Regions from separate parts of the Mus musculus genome. Here regions 2 and 3 are each linked to region 1. A link is a contact called in public promoter capture Hi-C data. All regions are on one chromosome and are shown on one strand. Each heading gives the region's core, a stretch centred on a gene start, on an enhancer-like site or on the middle of the called end of the contact. The rest is flanking DNA. Distances are from core to core; before and after follow the strand shown. Region 1 holds the start of Gdap1l1 (ganglioside-induced differentiation-associated protein 1-like 1). Region 2 overlaps L3mbtl1 (L3MBTL1 histone methyl-lysine binding protein). Region 3 overlaps Pkig (protein kinase inhibitor, gamma).

What was found. Promoter capture Hi-C pulls out the DNA fragments that hold promoters and counts their contacts.
Region 2: a promoter capture Hi-C map of hippocampal neurons shows a contact between it and region 1, with 2.4 times the contacts expected there. The contact joins the enhancer-like site here to the promoter of Gdap1l1 in region 1. A contact is called at or near these places in 5 of 39 promoter capture datasets (the C10 cell line, cranial neural crest, hippocampal neurons and 2 more) and 2 of 115 datasets of contacts at active chromatin or transcription factors (embryonic basal ganglia and forebrain).
Region 3: a contact with region 1 is called in a promoter capture Hi-C map of liver, with 2.9 times the contacts expected there. The contact joins the enhancer-like site here to the promoter of Gdap1l1 in region 1. A contact is called at or near these places in 7 of 39 promoter capture datasets (the 3T3-L1 cell line, the C10 cell line, embryonic stem cells and 3 more) and 4 of 484 Hi-C or Micro-C datasets (the G1E-ER4 cell line, extraembryonic endoderm stem cells, large pre-B cells and 1 more).

What each region holds. Positions count from the first base shown.
Region 1 is chr2:163,437,171-163,439,807 of GRCm38.p6, forward strand. It overlaps Gdap1l1 (ganglioside-induced differentiation-associated protein 1-like 1), which reads left to right and starts at 1,297. Exons shown (of 6, transcript NM_144891.2): 1 at 1,297-1,555. The coding sequence starts at 1,376.
Region 2 is chr2:162,972,495-162,975,131 of GRCm38.p6, forward strand. L3mbtl1 (L3MBTL1 histone methyl-lysine binding protein) reads left to right here. Exons shown (of 23, transcript NM_001081338.2): 23 at 1,894-2,637. The coding sequence ends at 2,028. Among named protein-coding and RNA genes, the nearest start is that of Sgk2, 14 kb to the right of the region's middle. Within about 2 kb of position 1,332, at least 84 of the 459 cell types and tissues checked have an H3K27ac peak or open chromatin away from gene starts, as enhancers often do. A contact at or near this core is called in hippocampal neurons, liver and neural stem cells, where this site is marked.
Region 3 is chr2:163,718,147-163,720,783 of GRCm38.p6, forward strand. The region is part of intron 2 of Pkig (protein kinase inhibitor, gamma); the gene reads left to right. Among named protein-coding and RNA genes, the nearest start is that of Gm16316, 27 kb to the left of the region's middle. Within about 2 kb of position 1,340, at least 88 of the 459 cell types and tissues checked have an H3K27ac peak or open chromatin away from gene starts, as enhancers often do. A contact at or near this core is called in the G1E-ER4 cell line, hippocampal neurons, liver and 1 more, where this site is marked.

The sequences.
Region 1 (2,637 bases), core at 47-2,546:
CTGCTCTCCCAGTTACACTAACTCATAAGAGCAGGGTTCGACAAACGGGCTCACGAGACAGGGGTTCTTAGTAAAATTGGCCTACATAAGTACATTCTGTGACGTTTGCAGACATTGCCCAAGGATATATTTCTTATAACTTCTCCCACTCTTTAGGGGCCAGCAACTGTATTTTTCAACTACTATCTCGGGGTCCACTTCTCAAAGGTAAATTATGACATTAATAACATTCATATTCTGGGACTGAAGAGGTGGCTCAGCTATTAAGAACACTGGCTGTTCTTCCAGAGGACTGGTGTTCAAATCCACATGGTGTCTAACAACTGTAACTCCAATTCCAGGGGATCTGACACCTCTTCTGGCCTCCGAGGGCACTAGACATGCATCTGGCACCCAGACATATTCATGCAGACAAAAACACCCATACACATACAAATAAATAAATATCTAATAAAATATTTTCCAGGGGAAGCATGGGTATGCTTAGGTAACCTTACCTAAGTTCCAAAGAACATTTAAAATCTCCTACAGGAGAGGCACAAGGGCTGTCTACAGACTCCTACCTGGCTACATATCCTAGGGTAATGGTGTCACCTAGGATCCCACCAATGGTACCCCTCCTCACCTGGGAAAGTCATGTCTACATAGCTAAGACACATGATTCCTTTAAAGAGCTTGAGTTGCTGCTTGCAGGACTGCTGAATCACGAGCCAGTCCCGTCCTGTATGAAGCCAGCCTTGAGTTTGAATCTCAGCTCCACCAGTTAGCAGCTCTATGACCTTGAGCAAGGTCACTTCTCCTCTGAGCCTCCCTTTCTTCCTCTGTAAATCAGGCCAAAGGGGTAGACCGCTGGAAAGCCCTTAGTGCCTGTGCCTGGGCAGAGAGAAAGTGCCGATGTGGTTAACAAATTACAATTCATCCCCTTCTGCTGTTGGAAACCCTTTAGGAAGGGGAACATCAGAAAATGGAGTTTCAAATAAAGCTATCTCCAGACACTACTTGTGAAAAAGGGTTAACAGACCTCTATACTGCCATTTATCTAAACTAAGAAGTGTTTCCGCAAGATTGAGAGGCACAAATGCGTAATTATGGTGAAGTCTTTGGCAGGTGACTGACCAACTGTGAGCGCTCTGGGGGGCTTGGCCCGGGTTTCTGCAACCTTCCCTCCCTAGGGCCCTCAGGGAGGACCTCCAGCTGGGAGGAGGAGGAAAGAGCCCCGGGATCCCCTTGCCCCTCCTCCTGCACCCAGTGAGTAATGACATCGCGGGGAGGGGGAGGAGGAAGAGGGGCAGGCTCGAAGAGGCCATGTGATGCTGGGCGCCAGCGAGCCGCTGCCGAGCCGCCTCCTTCCTCCTTCCTCGGATCGCGGGCTGTCATGGCGACCCCCAACAACCTGACCCCCACCAACTGCAGCTGGTGGCCCATCTCGGCACTGGAGAGCGATGCAGCCAAGCCGGTGGAGACCCCCGACGCGCCCGAGGCATCCAGCCCCGCCCATTGGCCCAAGGAGAGCCTGGTTCTGTACCACTGGACCCAGTCCTTCAGCTCGCAGAAGGTAGAGCGGGCGCGGGGTGCGGACAGGCGACTGGGAGGGGACCGGAGAGAGAGGCAGGTAGCACCGGGGGTCCCCGGAGGGAACTGTCCTGAGGGGCCGCAGAGCCCTGCCCCAATGCCAGGAGCATCTCCTTAGGCCTCGTTTCCTCCTGGGGACACCTGAACAGAGAGACAAAGGCCGGGGACAGACCTGCCCTGCCGGCAAGCGGCCTGATGGGGCTGAGCAGAGGAAGCCTCACTTTAGGCCAGCTTTCATCCCATCCACTGTTCCAGACACTCTCGGGCCACAGCTCTGAGGCCCTCGTTCTAGCAGGGGTCTTCTTCAGTCAGGGACTTAGGAAGTCTTTCCTCCCGCCGTCACCCTTTCTCAAGAGCTGAGAAGGAAGGAGTTAACCCATCCCCTCAGAGCAGCTGGCTTGCCCATCAGATTTGTTTTGCTCTTAAAGGCACAGACCGGCTTTGGCTCCTTAGACCACTTAGAACACTCCCCTCCTTTCTAGGGTAGGGGCAGTTGAAAGTACACCTTAGTACTGTCACCGGGGTTTCCGCTTTGTAGGAGTGAGATTAGGCTCTGCGCCCAATACCTGGTGGTTCTAAGGGACTCAGTCTCCCACCCTGCCTGGGTAGCAGTCCTGTCTGTAGCCAGTGGGTTCAGCACCATGGCCAGAGCCCAGAACTCGTTCTAAGGCATAGCTGTTTGTTACCTGACTACCCCAGCTCCCCACCGCCCTGTCCCATGCCTTCATTTTACACATGGGGGCCGGCAAGTATTGCTGAAGATAAATGCTTGGGAAAACAAAGACTTGGATTTGTGTTTTGGTCCAGGTTAAGTTTTATAACCTGAAAAATGGGATAGTGATAGAGGTAATAATAGCCACCAGGAACTTGAACCCCTCAGTAGAGTTTCTGGAGGGGCTGTTTAAGGGGTGACACAACAGTACTCCAGGCTGGCTCTACTCACACCCCACTGTGCCTTGAAATCACTTCATGATCCTGGCTAAGACACAGCCTGCCAGAATCTGCCCCAGATGGCTGTTAGTCTAGAGGCCCACCTAGGTGATACTGAGAAAGTTGGGCTACCTA
Region 2 (2,637 bases), core at 82-2,581, 460 kb before region 1:
CATCATACCAGAAAGTTCTGCCTCAGCCTCTTCTGGTCGGGCCTCACCCCAAAACATAACCACTGTAGATCGTCATATTTTTTTTAGCACTGTGGATTTATAGATTGGCTTTGCCTGTTCTTGAACTGTGTGCGCGGGATCAGACAGCGGTGCTCTGTGGGTCTCTCTTCGTTCCCTGTAGTGCTGTGACGTGCTGCATACACTCAGAGTTTTTCTCCACTTGATGCTCAGGGGGCAGCTCTCCTGTCCATGGACATTTAAAGGTTTCCCTCTCAGTCCCATGCCTCACAAACCCCTTGCCCTGCCTTCTCCCCCCTTCTCCCTCCCCATAGCTGGCTTTGGGGACTGGAATACACACTTCTCAGCCTTTCACACACTGGCTCCATCTGTCTGGGGATGAGGCAGCTGGAAGTAAATTGCAGACCTCACGGTCTTTCACCTCTGACCACTGTGACTCGTGACTTTTTAAAACAACGCTGTTATTGCGAAAGCAAGCAATCAGTACTAGCTTCTCTGACCTACCGACCAAGCCCTGCCCTTCCCCACATTTCTTGTCACCTCAGAACGTTTTTTAAAAAATCGTTCTTGAGCCAAATAAGGCCCATATAAATTATTTCAGGTGTTTTGTAGCCCTTCAATATCTCCTGTTCTAGGAGAGTATTCTCTTTTTTTTATTAGGTATTTTCCTCGTTTACATTTTCAATGCTATGAGAGTATTCTCTTATCTTGTCTCTCACTCTCTTTTTTTTTCCTTGTGATATATATTTTTTTAAAAAGTCTCGGAGTCAGGACCAGCAAGTTGGCTAATAAGCTGGTAAAGGTGCCTGACACCAAGCTTGAAGACCTGAGTTTGATCCCTAAAACTCCCATGATGGAAGGAGAGCGCTGACTCCTGGAAATTGCCCTCTGGCCTCCACACACGTGTAGTAATGTGCACACATTCAACACCAACACTCACATCCGTACATACACAAAGTAAATAACTTTAATAGAAGAAGGCTTACAACTAAAAATCAGATCCAAAAGCTTGTTTACATTGGAGTGTTCTCCATCTCTCTGATTTGGGGGGCAGGAATAGGTCAGAGGTTACAGTGAACCCCATGCGATAGCCCTCAAAATCCCCAGCTTGCTGTTAGTCGCCCTGAGCTTGACAGGTGGGTCCCCACAGGCAGCTGTGGGGTTTCTGTTGTCTTTGTTTTTGTTTGTCTTTGCTCTCTTTTGGCTTCGGGCGGTTCACAAATGCTAGATCCCACGCGTAGATATGGAAGCTGTTGCCCCGGTTACAAAGTGAGTCCAGGCAGTGTTTTTAAAGCTGATGACTAATGAGTGAAGCCGCTCAGACCAGGAGCCAGGATTGCTCCTGAGACGGGCGAGCGTGCAGTCTGTGCAACAATATCCTGGGGCCCTGTGCTTAGAAGGACCTGGCAGCTGGCTTGGTGCTCTGCTGCCACTATTTTGAAATTCTTGCAAACTTTCAAACAAGAAGCTCCGAGTTGTCGTTTGGTAGCAAGCCCCACAACTGTGTCAGCAGCAACTGTTTTCTCGAAGCTACTGTCTGTAAGGGCTCCAAAGACGCTTTTCCAGTGTACATGTCTGACACAGAGCAGTCAGCAGAAAGACAAAGAAAAGCTGAATGTGTGTGGTGCGGGGGACCAGGCTTCTTGCGTTCCTTCTCCGCCCCCATTGTTGTCTTCCTTCTCTCCTTTTTCCCTCCCTTGTCTTTTCTTTTTGCCCTCCCTCCCTTCCCTACCCACCACATGCCCTTTCTCCCCTCCCCCTACTTCCCACCATATCTGCCCCTACCTTCCTTTCACCTCACCCCCACCACCACACCTGACCTCCCCCCCCCATACCTTCCCCCCCCATCTCCTTCTCACTCTCCCACCCCCTCAGATGATTGACGGCGAGGCCTTCCTTTTGCTGACACAGGCGGACATTGTGAAGATCATGAGTGTCAAGCTAGGCCCAGCCTTGAAGATCTATAACGCCATTCTCATGTTCAAAAACACTGACGATGCCTTTAAGTGACTGGTTGGGGGCGGGGAAGTGGGGGCTCCTCCCATCCTCGCGGGGCTCCCTCTGCAAATGGTGCTTCTCTCCCAACTTGAGTTCTGCACCCCTGCCCTCACTGTCTGACTAGATGTGCGGGAGCAGAGGAGCCTGGGGAAGCAGGTCTCAGCCCTCGGTCCTAGAGTTCAGTTGCCCCGGGGAAGGTGTGACTAAACCGAGACCTGACTGATATAAGGGCCGCAGGTATCCTGGCTGGGGTAGCCTACAGCTTTAGCCACCTTGGTTATTGTCTTAGGAATTAGGAGGAGCTAGGTAGGGTAGGCATCCTCTATTCAGACCTATGTCGCTTTTTGGCATCTCTATGTCCTTTCTCCTCCTTGGCCCATCTCCTCCTACGAAGAACTGGCCATGACCTTGGTGTGCACATTTTACACATGATAGGCGCCTCCCTCCCTGTCCGCTGTTGGCTGTATACCCTTGCTCCCCGTTCATGGTCCAGCCAGGCCCCATGGCTCTCTTCCCCCATAGATGCTTAAGACTCAGAAATATGGGAGCATCTTACTAGGAGCCTCTGGCTGTCTTCTCCCTTTTGCCTCTAGGCAGAGATTGAGAGCCCAGGCACCACCT
Region 3 (2,637 bases), core at 90-2,589, 280 kb after region 1:
GTGGAGGCAGGAGGATCCTGAGTTTGAGGAAAGCCAGACTGTAGTAGCTCATACCTTTAATCCCAGCACCTGGGAGGCAGAGGCAGGTGGATCTCTAAGTTTGAGGCCAGCCTGGTCTACAGAGTGAGTTCCAGGACAGCCAGGGCTACACAGAGAAGAAGTTTTGAAAAACAAACAAACAAACAAACAAACAAACAAAAAAGTTACTCATATATGACTATATGATTTTATTTCACTTCCAGCATAAATGAACATTTTCTCATGCTTGTCTGTCTGTCTGTTGGGATGGCATCTTGCTATGTACCTCAGGCTAGCCGGACCCAAGGTCATCCTCCCTTGGCATCAAGTAGCTGTAATTCTAGGCCTAGGCTACCATAGTGTGAAGAATACAGTCATGGAAGACAGTAAATTTGAGTGTTTGTGTGTTGAGCTGGAAACTCCCCAGAGCTGTGTTTGGAGCCATGGTCCCTAAGGATGAATGAAGATGGGTGCTTTCCAGGATTGGGTTTGGGACTTGGCAGTGCCAACAGCATCAGCTTTCTGCCAGGGTGGCTCAAAGGTCAGACATAGCAAGAGCAAGTTTAAAGCCCTAGGGAGTCTGTCCTAGTGAGAGGCCAGCAGGTGGCTTAGCAGGTAATTCATCTTCTGGTGTCAGATCCTGGAGAGAGCAACAACGGTGGAGCACTCCGGCAGTCAGAGCCTTCCCTGCAGTCCCTGGGGTCACTCTGTCATCCCACAGATAGGGAATGGAGGAGAGGATGGGTGGGTGGGCAGGTGGGCGGGTGAAAAGCTGTGTGATCCAGGTGTATTTATAGCGCACTCCTCTGTAGCAGGTGCCGAGCCCAGCATCTTGGAAGGAAGCAGCAGAGTGGGTTTGGCTCAGCTGCCAAGATCAGGCCTCTCAGTCTGGTGCAGTGACAATCCAGACACAAATCTCTTTTCATGGAACTGACGTTCTCGATGGAAAAGAGCTGAGCAAAGAGGCTACAGCAGATGGTGTGGGCTACCCAGGGTTTGACCCACCCCATGGGCAGCTGGTGTCACCTGGGGAAACATCTGAGCCTAGGAAGCACATGGACTGGCCTGAGACCTTTCCAAGTCAAGTTATAAAGTTACACACACACAGTGCTTATCTACGGGGTGGGGCCATTGAGAGTGATGGACGTGAGCAAGTGCCTGGTGACTGTCCTCACCACTCTTTGTGCTGCAGTCTCATCATTGTAGAGTGTCATCACCATTGCAACAGGCTCTGCCGAGGCTTTGAACAGTTTCCCCAGAGGAAGGGGAGGCAGTGTGAGCAGCAGAAGGAACCACCTCCAGGAGTTCGCTCTGGTCTCCCCACACACTAAGAAAGACAGGCAGGGAGCGCCATCTGCTGGGTGCAGAGGGCACTTCCTTACACAGAATTTTGCTTCTGCCTCATTTGGAAACCCAAAGAGGGGCAGGGTCTTTGCTTGAGAGAATTGGCTATGAAATCTAATGTATGGTCTGGTCCCTGGATAATTACCGAGTTCCTTCCTTAGAATCATGGTTCTCTTCACTCTAGACTATTGTCCCCCACAGGGACATTCCTGGTCTCACGCCTTTGTTCCCTCTCCAGCCTCTTCCATGTGCCCTCCCCACCATCCCATTGGAGGGCTCATGGGAGCTTGAAGCCAGCAGGGACTTAATGAACCCTTGAATGGTTGCTTTCCATCCATCTGGCGTCCCAAATGCTTCCCTCTGGGTCCCATTTCAATAGCCACACCTCCTCTTACCACCTGACTTAAGTCAGAAACCAAAACTCCCTGTCAGACAGAAGCTGCCCACATATTTGTTTTCCAGGTTGTGTCTAGGATCCAGCTAGGTGTCTGCTTGGTCCCTGTTGCGTTCTCACCTCTGACCTCCCCAGAAGCCTAACCTAACCCATCCACAGCTGTCTTCATGGTCTTACCTAAACCCCTCCAGGGTGTGTCTTCCCTGCCACTGTCCCTCATGTGTGTCCTTTCTGCTCTGCTCCACCCCATCTTCCTTCCTCAGAGCCTCAGTACCCGCCTGTTCCCTTCCTTAGGGCCTCCTTGTACCCCCATTCCTTCTTCCTGCCTTTTTTTTTCTTTTTATAATTTTTGCCTCTCTTCATTTTATAATTTTACTTGAGACATGGTCTCATTCTTTTATCCCAGAGCTCACTATTCAACTGTGTAGCTCAGACTGGCCTCGAGCTCACAACAGTCCTCCTGCCTGAGTCTCTTCAGTGCTGGAGCTTCAGGTGGAAGCTACCATGCCCAGATTCTTTCCGTACATCCTTGCCTATTGGCTGATGTGCTGCTTTCCATCTTGGGTCCTGGCCATCCCTCTAGCGCCCTTGAAGCCCTGAACACGCAGTCATGAGCTAAGTGACCCAGTGTGCAGTGAACTCTAAGCTCTGTGAGGTGGGAGCGATGCCGGCTTGCTGTGCTCCCATGTGGGGCAAGCTGCTCAGGAGCTGGACTTTGAATCAAGATGGAATGCATGGTCTTACATGTTTTCACATTTATCTTGCTGTATGTGTGTGTGTGTGTTTACACAAGGTACACAGTGCAGGTGTGAAGGTCATAAAAGAATGTGCAGGAGTTCATTCTGTCAGGCACATGGTGTCTGGGGCTTAGTGGCAAGCAC